Regions from separate parts of the Mus musculus genome. Here region 1 is linked to region 2. The links are chromatin contacts, called in public Hi-C maps. All regions are on one chromosome and are shown on one strand. Each heading gives the region's core, a stretch centred on a gene start, on an enhancer-like site or on the middle of the called end of the contact. The rest is flanking DNA. Distances are from core to core; before and after follow the strand shown.

Region 1 (5,476 bases), core at 1,946-4,445, 710 kb before region 2:
TGGAGCAAACACTAGCTACCTATCCTGGCATCCCAAAAGTAAAGATTCCCTTTAGCTATCACTTTTGATTGGAAGGAATTAAATCCAATCACACAGATAACTTGAGTATTTGCACAAGCCAAGAAGTGAAGAGGGAATACAAAGAAGAGAGGGAGGTATAAACTTCTGGATTTTGAGATTAATAGTTAACGAAAAACAGGACTTTTCATAAATCAAAGCCCGTTATGACAACAGGCCTCATCATCCAAGTTTCTAGCTGTGGGTTAGACTCCCTCTTCCCCCTCCATGTCTTCTTTATCTTTAATACTTTCTTTTGCTCATAGTAGATAATGCTATGAAGACAAATGCATTAGAGATAAGCACATTTAAATCAGGAAACAGAGTACAGTTTAAAAATCACGACTACCTTCAACCAGTGAGATTTCAGTGCAGTTTCATTTATTGTTGAGTAAAAATTGTTGAGTTTTTTTTTTTAAAGTTAGTTTCCACAGTTATCAAACTCTTGAAATGTAAATGAGAAGACACAAATATTTGCCCAAAATATCAGAAACAAAAGGCAATGCCACATGCCTCCTTTCTGTTTGTGAAACCGGTCTGAGGAATAGGGAGTACAGTAACATTATTTTCTTAAGTGCTAGTTGTTAGACATTCCTCAGAGAACTTTGAAAATAGGTCACTGTTACACAATGCTCTGTATAGCCTAGTGAAATAATGGCATGAAATGAGGATTTGGGGAGGAACTGCTTGATAACTTGCAAAAATGAATTTTGCTGCTCCCCACCCCAACCTCAGTGTGGAAACCTAAGCTTCCTTTGGGATTGCTTCCACCATTTGGTGAAACATTCACTTTGGCTATCATAATACAAGCTTCATTAGACACGTGAGACGCAATTGTCTCCGTGAGATCAAAGGACAATCTATTAAATACAGCAAGTGGAACTCTAGACTGAAAGACTATGAAAAGTTAGAATTTTACGGTGAATCAGAATGTAAATTGTGCTCGCATACTGTGGCTAAATGCAGAACTGAAGATTAGCTTTATTAAGGGGAAACTGACAGTGGGCTTGAACGGTGTGGAGAATGTGAGAAGGTGCATGCATTCTAAACAACCTGCTTTATGTACTACATTAAACTGTTAATGCAATGCTGGGGATTCAGAAGCACTGCTGGCTTACCTTGAAATTGTTAAGAAATATAGAACCAAATAATAATAGGTACCCTGGTGTTTACAGCAAACACCATTTTCATAAATTTAAGGATGGTGAAAAGATGGCTTATGTTAAAAAGAAAAAAACACCCTGATATCAAATGTTTTCATCTGGAAGAAATTGGGACACACTGTACACTGCCCATTTCCTCCAAATATCTGTATACATTTTCTTCCTCATAAGTGAAGCTGAGAACTTAATCCTAGTTGTTTTAAATAAGAGCTTATTAGAATTTCTGAAAGCTGCAGCCCTCGTCTGCCTGAAGGAGAGGGAGACAGGAGAAAGGCATATCAAACGCTCCTCTGTGCTCTCTAGGGAGTCCAAATTTGACTTTGCTTCAAATGCTTGTTTTATAGTTAGTATTTTCTATTACAAGTAGAAATGACAGATTTTAAAAAGTCCAGAATGTATATTTCATTGTATTATATCACTTAAGTCATTTGCAAAATTCTACAAAATTGCCCTGAAATCACAGCAAGCACAGCAGCAATGTACCATGAAACCAAAGGGGGAAAAAAATCACAAATCCACATCTCATTTTTGAGAATATTATCATTGAGTCAGGGGTCTGAGAATGAAGCTCTCCCTTTTAAATTCTTGAACACAATTAACTTAGTGCACATCCTACCCCTGAAATAAAACACAGAATCTTATAGAAACACACACACACACACACACACACACACACTCATCTATTCTAGCCCTTGTGTTCCTTTTGAGAATCCCTAGTAACACAAATGAATTTCTATAAACATTGCAGTGAAAATACAAGGAAATTATCATACATTCCGCAAATATTAGGAATACGTTATCTTCTAATAACTTTAAATTAATATATATTATACATAATTATTTATTAAATCCAATATGTATATACATAGTCTATATTTTTTTACCTTCAAGCTATTTTTTTACAAAACCTTACATGTTCCAATAATAAACTGTTTCTCATGATTCTAGTATTGTCATCAAATCTCAGGGATATTAAAGTCTGGCTCATGTTTCAGAAGGCAATGCTTAGTGCTTCTGTCTCTTCTAGAGTCTCATGATCATAATTTTAATGGGGGAAATCAGCATCTTAATATTCAGCAATCAGTCTTTAAAGGGCTTAAAAGAAGACAACAGGGTAAAAAGAGGGGCCTATGGGGTGTTATACTCTTCTTAGAGCTAGCTTCTATTTGCAGATCCAGAGAGTAACTGGCTTGAAGGTATGTTTCAGGAAAGGGTGGGCTTTCTGCATTTCCCAGATGCCTGGGCTGTGCCGACCAGGTGCTGGCTCTTGGCTTCCCTTTCACTAGGAAAATCTCTTTTGTGAGCTGATACTCTTACAGCCCATAGATCTTGAGCACCTCCCCAAGACCACTTGCTGTTATTCTTTTTGCAATGCAACCATCATAACAAAGTGCAGAGGGGTGGATGTGTATACACATACAGCCAAAAACCATATATGTTTGTCTAGTTATATTCACGTATGTATGAGTGTGCATATGTCTGTTTATTTATTTTTTCCCATTTAGAGCTGAAGTTGGAAGGTGGTTGGAGGTCACAGATACAAAGGTGAAAGGTGAAAGGGATTGAACTTAGGTCATCTCCAGGAGCAAGAGCCACAGTTGTTTGAGCTCTTACCCTCAGCTGTCTCTACAGTTCCAAAGGAATGGAGTTTTAACAATCAGCCGAATCTACATGAAGAATTCAGCCCTGAACATTCTGCATCTGGGATAAGCCTGGACAACATAATCCTTCAAGACTCCTCGTCAGGAAAATGGCAGTTCTCTTGTCTCCCCTCAGATGGAGGCTATGCTCGCAGGGGACCGCTTTAAAATAAGGGCGCCCAGCACAGACAGGAGGACAAATGGGAGTGTGAGCCATATTTTCCCTGCTCCTTTGTCATAATTAGTTTCCTTGGAATGGCAAACCTAGTTCCTGGAAGCTTCAGCTAGGGCAGATTGTGAAACCTCACCTGCTGCAGGCATTGCCCTGGAAGGCACTGGCCTTCGAAAGCTCGTTCCATTTGCCCACTCCTCCGTTGGCCCCGGATCCTGCGGGGATGATTTATAGCATTGGTTCCAGACTCTTATTCCCAATGAAGAAGACTGGCCCTGGTTAGCTCTCAGACCTCTACTGTCTGCGGAAATTTTGAAATAAATATACACTTGATAATATTCTGCATTCTTGGAATCTACAAAAATATATATTGGTTGCACAAAACTGAACCCTTGGGATTTACATGTATTTCTATAATCCCATAGAGTTCTAAATTATTAGATTTTAGTTCCTTTGTTTTCCAGATCATAAACTGAGTATTGTTTGTTTGGTTTTTGAAGGGAAACTGCTAAGCAAGAGATCTTAAATCAGTGTGGTTCTTGACAACATATTTTATAAATATACATTTTACATCATATTTGTTTAAAGAACTATGAGTGAGGTTTTGTATAAATCTAGTTCAATACATAACGTACCATGACTAATAATGGCTATATTTGTAAAAATCTTATGAACAAATGTGAGAACAATACAGCTTGGAAGCACTAGCAATAAGACTCTACCCTATGCTATCAGTACTGTTGTATTGAGTGGTTTCTATTCAAAATCTTGTTCTGTGCTGTATTTTAAAATTTCTAAAACAAACATGAAATTACACACGCACACATACACACACACACATACACAGACATACATGCACATGCATATATGTGTGTATGTTTAGATGTGTATGTTTTGTGCATCTGACTGTGTAACATAATTTGGGGCATTAATTTTAAAAATAACAACTATAAATGTACAAAAATATTTATATGAACAACACTCCTGGAAGGAATCTCCATTTCTAACAGTCAAACTTGATGCGCATACTGGTCCCCTGGCATGCTCAGCTCAGAGCCATCTGTCAGTTTGGCACTGTGCCCACTCCCAAGGAGTTATGCCAGTTCAATATGATATAGGTGACATCAGAATGAAGGTTTGAGAGAAAAGATTGTGGAATGAGCTTGGAGCCTTCCTTTAATCCAGAATTCTGATGGTTTTCTTTATTAGAGCAGGGGATTTGTGGTAACATCATGGACTCTTATTTCTGAAAACTCTGAAAAAGTTTACTTTCTGTTACTTATGGGAATTTTAAAAGTTTGCACAATTGGGGAAAGTTGAATACTTTATTCTAAAACCTGACTTGGAACTGACTATAGCAGTAAACACATTCTTGGGTAAATATTAACATGGATAATTTCCATGTTTCCTGTGATGGGGCAGCAATGAAAACACCCGCTGCTAGAATTTTCATTGAAAGCACTTTTCTTTCTTCTGTCAGCTTCACTGCGTTTATATGCAACAATCTTGATACTAACATTTCGAGTTTCTGCTCTATTGCTTGGGGTCGAAAATAAAAGTTATATTTTTAATGTCATTGTTTTAGAAACCTTTATCCTGTCAACATACATAAATCTGTTTACTATTCTGACAGCTTAGCAAAGAAATTATAGACAAAAATTTGTGAGAGAAGTTAAAGAAATTGGCACTTTTTGATAAACCTATGGATCAAACCATCTTAAGTCTGAGAACAGTGAAAATAACCACTCTGATATGCTTTGAGCATCATGGATTTCCCCTTAGCTTTTATGAACCAGGATAGATGTTTGTATACTTATAAAATGAGAAGCAGTATTGAGGAGATAGCTCAGTGGGAAGGAGTAACTACTTCATAAGCGTAAGGACCTGACTTCATATCTCTAGCATTTATGGAAAGGCCAGGTAGAGTGGCACAGGTCTAACTCTGGCACTGGAGGTGGTGGTGGTATGCAGAGAGAGACTGTAGAGCAGTGGTAAATATCTGTGTTTTCAGATGCCCTTAGGGAACCCCTATGAAAGGGTCATTTGACCCCCAAAGGGGATGGTACCTATAGGTTGAGAATCACTGTCCTAGAGGACACCTGGCCAGCCTGTTTAACCAAAATGATGAGCTTCAGGTTTAATCAGAGACCCTGTCTTAAATCTAAAGGTGTAGTAGTTGTGCATATACCCATTGTTGACCTCTGGCTTCTACAAGTACATGCAAGAGCACCCATACACAATTGTAGATATGCATGCGTACACACACACACACACACACACACACACACACACAGAGAGAAAACTAAGTAATTTAGGAAAATAGAAAATATCTTTCAGAACATGATTTGATTACATTATTTCTGACTTTAGTATTTGGGAGGAATGGAATTACCTGGTCAGATTAGGGAACTCAAATTCAGAGGTGGCGAATAAGCAATCATGTT
Region 2 (5,239 bases), core at 823-3,322:
AGAACTCTCTCAGCCCATATCATTCTGAAAGTACAGTTGAGGCATTAGTTTAATAAACCTGTCATTCTCTGGGGTGTTTCATGAACTGTTGCCATCCCTGAAATCCTAAGTGCCTGTTAGATTCCTTGTGGATGACGAATAAATATAGATTGTGTGAGTCATGAAGTCAAGGGGGTGGGAGGAAGCAGGAAACTGTCCCCACATCCTTAGAAGACAAAGAGAATTGGAATGCTCAGAAAAGTTTGGGGAACTTCCCAGTGCACATAAGCCAACATTACAAACCACTAAACCAAAATGATCATTCTGTCTGCTCAGCAATAGGACAAACGGAAGATCTCACATCAGTTAAGACAGGAAAAGAGAGAAAAACATGTTTTATACTATCTAGAGACAAGTGATCACTTCCTCAGCCAATCAGTTTGGTTGGTTTATTAATTCACCAGTTTATTATTCAACAAATAGAGAAGGTGCATACCCTCTTCCCCTACGCTGGGCTCTCTGCTTGATACTTGTTAAAAAATAAGTGCAATGTACCCACACAGAGCTTGCAGCGGGAGAGATGATCAGTAGCCACTTTGTGCCTTTGGTTCTATGTTGGAACAGCCTAGTTTCTCACTCCAGGCTTATTCCACTAAAGAAACTATGGTGGCCAACAAAGGAGTAGCTGCATGCGTGTGTGCATGCATGTAAGTGTGTGTGTGTGTGTGTGTGTGTGTGTGTGTGTGTGTGTGCCCATACACACGCAGATGCTTATATCACAGCGTACATTTGGAAGCCAGAGAACAGCTTCTATCACTTGGGTTCCAGGGACAGAGCTCCAGTTGTCAGGCTTGGCAGTAAGCGCTTTTAGACCCTGAGCTATCTTCACTTGTTGCCTTACCAGACACAATATTTCCCAGCCCCCATGTTCGTCTTGCTGTTTTTCACAGTGGATGGAATGAAAATGATAGGAGATCTTTGGCATAAAGAAGCGGTAATCTCTGCCCTAACTTCCCATTCTTCCTGCTGACAAGGATACCTAAAGGATTGCTGACTACAAAGAATACAGAAACTTTTTTCTATTGGCGTTTTGAAATGTATTTGTTAAAGCCACTAGCATTTCGCTCATATTAAAAGTAACGTAGGTAAAGGGTGGAAAAGAAGGAAAGTCACAGAAGCGTGGCGTGCACAAGGAGAGTGAATAATCCCTGTGCTTTGGAGGGTGAATGTGGGAGGGAAGGAGATCAACTGGAAAGGTAATTTGGATCTGTGAATGACAGGCACAAAGTTTGAACTCTCAAGTAAACAGAGTTCCAGAGAGAAATCAGATATGGGATACATATCTCCTTTAAAGCCAATAGAATGTTTGTACTTCCCATGTGTGCAGTGGTCAGGAAAAATCCTGGGCCTTGGATAACAACTTGTTTATGACTATTAAGTAAAAAAAGCCCATGTTCACCTGCCCTTGTTCACATCCATATTCTTATACAGGCACATAAGTACAAATGTCTATGTGCATGCACATTCACATGTATAGCCACAAAGCACTGACATTTAGACATGTAGGCATACTGTACAGACACAGAAGCATATGTGCATACATAAAATATGAGTATGCCTATATGTGAAGTTGGATGCACATGCACACAAATGTATTTTACACATAAAGTGTTATACTAAGCAGTATTCCAAACGATGTGCTCTCTTATAGAGGCAATTAAATACCTATGTATTGATTTCTCAGCTTTGGTCTGACTTAACAGTGACCTAAACATTGTCACTGGGAGAAGGGGAGTGGCACTTTCTTTAACTATAGCACTTGCACATTACTTGTGTTTTAACAGTGTTGTGAATCCAACTTTTTGTATTTGCCTCCTGAAAGACAGTTGGTAATAGAAAGGGTCTTGCTCAAGGGAAAGCAGAAAGCACTTTCCTTTTCTAATTTCATTTCCCTTCCCCTTTCATCTTGTTCTTAAAACATGCTCTTCTACAGAGTCCACAGAGCCTTCTCAGGTGAGTTCAGAAGGTCCCCAGAGCTGCCAACAGATCTCCTCCAGCGAAAAGCGTATGCAAAAGGCAGGCTGCTACCCAGAGGGATACAGCAGATGGCAGGGTCATTGTGCCCAGCTCAGATGGCTTACCCAGGTGGAAAGGTATCACGGAGCTGGAAGCAGAGCTCTGGAAATTATTCCTGGCCCGCTTCACCTTCTCATGCTGACAATCCCACATCCTTCTGAGATGTGAATTTTGGAGGCTGGAGAGCCCAGATGCAAGGTTTGATTTCTCCCGGAGAGAACAACTTGGTTTGAGCGCCTGTTTCTATAGGGGACATAATGGCCACAGCACTGTACATTGCTTGCTAGCAGTTACTGGTGCCTAAATCAGTTTAATTTTCTTCCCTTCGTACGATACTGACTTACCTCAAAGCCATCTCTAACTGGCACACAGAAGCCAACAACAGCTACTGCTCAGCAAAAGCCCATATGGAATCGCTTGCTATGAGTGTGGCTTAAAGTCAAAGCTTTGTGACTGGCCTGCAAGAGGAGCAGCAAGGGAATTACGATCAGATTCAACCAAATGTTAGATGAAGGCAAGCAACGTTTTCCCTATAAAAAATATCTTTTCTTGGTGTTTCTCTTTTTCTAAGAGCCACAAAAGAATGAGAAAGACTCAGACTGCGAAAGTCTTGCTGAGAGCACCTAGATCTTTCTGACGTTTGTCTTCAGAAAACAAATCGTATCATATCCCAATTCAGTATCTTCACAGTTACTTAGGTCAATGTCAGCACCCATTAGGTGACAGCATTGAAGATGTCTACTGCCAGAACAGAGGAATTCTTTTTATTCCATTTTTTTTTTGCTGGTGAGATACTGTCTACCACAGCTATTCCGTTCCGGTTGTATCTTGTCTCTTTGTCGCAAAAGTCACAGTGTCAGACAAACAAATAAGTAACCAACTTCTAGTGTGCCAGGATGAAGAGCTCTTGCATTAAATTGGCATTTGAAGTCGCTGCTCAGTAGCCCCGTGATGTACTTTCTTTCTCAAAGTCGAGTTGACCTTGAACCTGAACAATGTTTAAAAGGCAAGAGTGAGGAAATGTTGGCTGTGCTTTTTCAAGAGATATGACTGGAATAGAATTCTTGGACTTGGAAAAATTGTGTGTATGTTTTTATATTTCTATGTTTATATTTTAATGCTCTGTTCAGTAGCCTTCAAATACATCAAACCTGGAACTTTGCCTTCAGTGTGGCCATATCCCATCCCAAGTGTTTCCCATTCTACCCATAGGGAGGCATCTAAGAGCTGACAAGATACTGACTTTAGAGTCTCACTACCTAGGCTCTGCAAATCCAAAATAATCTCATAAATATGAATTTCAATAAACCTCTCAGGTAACTCTTAAAACCCAACCAGAAAGCAATAATTGAGCCAAAAGCTAACTTCAATGTCAACGTTTGAAATTTCCTTTAAGGAAATCCTATAGACAGGATTGGTCTAGAATTCTATTTTGCTGAAGGTAATATTATTATTTTTCATGATGAGAGGTGGAAAAAGAGATGAATAAGAGGACATTATATAAAAGGAAAGACTGGGTACTTTATCCCCAATTCCCTAGAGACAGAGATGCAGAGAGAAATACCTGTGCGAAGTGGATTCAGAGGATGTCATCACAGGGGAGAGGAAGAGAGAGGTAGAACAGGAAACACGGGGATCTAGACAGACACATGGCCTAGCTTCAGCCTCAGACCATAGAAAGCTTTGTAAAAGGGAATCATTGTGTGTAATAGGTCCCACTCTGAGGTCAAGGTTAAACATTTGCCTCTCCTGTAAGTCAGTCATTTCGTTCTGCACTACCTCTGAAAGTCAGGCTCATGATCCCCGGTATGTTTCCTTTGGTTTCCTTCCGCTGAGGACAGTTTGTTCTACAGAAGCAGCAACAATTGTGAACTTAGAGAACCAACACTCCCCCCTAGCAATTAGGGGAAAAAATGGATCAATTCAAACCATGCCATCTGGAGGTCTACCTTCATCATCAGCTACAGGGAGGAACTGGAGAAGGCAATAAACAATTCCCAGGAAAGAGAAACATGAACAATGGATGCTCTGCTGTCTGCTATCATAGTCAACAGCCATAACAGCACTAAATGCTAGTGTTTACTTCCCAAGGTATGTACCACAGAGACACCACACAGTTCTGGATCATTGAACATCGAAAGCTTTACCAGGAGCACCTGATCTGCTCTCTCCAGACTCTATGAGACTGAAAAGGACTAAGCCACAGAAAGGCAATATGTCACAACAGGCCATAGAATCCAAGAGTTGACCAACTAAGAGTTCATCTCTCCCTAGTGCACAGGATAAGGCACTATTGCATTATCTTTAATTCCAGGGGGAAAAATTGTCCTGTTGGTTAAACTGAAATACAGTACAAGACTACTATAGATTAAATTTTAAAATTTCAACCATTAATGTGAGATAAAAGCCTATCTTGGATAAATTAATGCAGCTTACATTTTCTATCTGACCCAACATTTCTTAAATTATTCTGTCCAATAAATCTCTTCTGAAACCAAAGATACACTTCAACTTCAGCTTTCCTGCCCATCACTCCATAGGCCTCATTTAGGAAGGGAATGTGCGGCTAGCAATGACCCCAAGTTGGTTCCATTATCACTACATTTCTACATAGTTCTCACAAATCCCTATGGTTAGTGTTCCTAAAAGTCAATAAGCATTTGACAGTATTTTACTAAACAGTAAATGTTAAAGACTCCCACTATTTCCCTTCTTAAATCAGGTCAATGACCTTTCTGTATTTCATACGCCTCTCATCCTCATTTCCAACCAATCCTACAACTGTGATGCTCTTTGCCCTTCCAGGCCTTGCTATTTAATACACTTGATGCTTTACCCCTGTAAAAATTTTTCTTTACAGTTTGTTAGCTCACATGACTTGGGTCTCTAGATTATCCTTGTTCTATCATGTCCATCTTGGAACCACTCATCCTTGTGGTAAATATAGTATGAAAATATTATAGAAAGCATTTTATTAGTGTGGGTAGGTATCTATGGCAGCACTTATAGATGACGTTATATGGGTTTTCTCCTTGTGTTTCAGAGACTTACGAGCCCTTGGGGTTGTATCAGTGTTTTCAAATGCACATTGCACTCAGCCGACATGACAAAATTCCACACCTTGCCTCCCTTCCACCTCTAGCTGAGTTGGGCTTGCCTCTGTCCGTTTCTGCGGATGCCCTAT

Evidence for each region. Hi-C and Micro-C count contacts between places; a contact is called where the count stands out from the background.
Region 1: a contact with region 2 is called in a Hi-C map of cerebellum, with 2.1 times the contacts expected there. The contact joins two enhancer-like sites. A contact is called at or near these places in 3 of 39 promoter capture datasets (embryonic stem cells, hippocampal neurons and liver), 1 of 15 datasets of contacts at CTCF or cohesin (pro-B cells), 8 of 484 Hi-C or Micro-C datasets (adipose-derived mesenchymal stem cells, cerebellar granule neurons, cerebellum and 3 more), 2 of 115 datasets of contacts at active chromatin or transcription factors (cardiomyocytes and vascular smooth muscle cells) and 2 of 9 other capture datasets (embryonic tail and embryonic trunk).

Annotation. Positions count from the first base shown.
Region 1 is chr15:41,067,515-41,072,990 of GRCm38.p6, reverse strand. The region is part of intron 5 of Zfpm2 (zinc finger protein, multitype 2); the gene reads right to left. Among named protein-coding and RNA genes, the nearest start is that of Gm46502, 100 kb to the left of the region's middle. Within about 2 kb of position 3,195, at least 4 of the 459 cell types and tissues checked have an H3K27ac peak or open chromatin away from gene starts, as enhancers often do. A contact at or near this core is called in cerebellar granule neurons and cerebellum, where this site is marked.
Region 2 is chr15:40,359,259-40,364,497 of GRCm38.p6, reverse strand. No RefSeq gene overlaps it. Among named protein-coding and RNA genes, the nearest start is that of Gm41311, 19 kb to the right of the region's middle. Within about 2 kb of position 2,072, at least 13 of the 459 cell types and tissues checked have an H3K27ac peak or open chromatin away from gene starts, as enhancers often do. A contact at or near this core is called in cerebellar granule neurons and cerebellum, where this site is marked.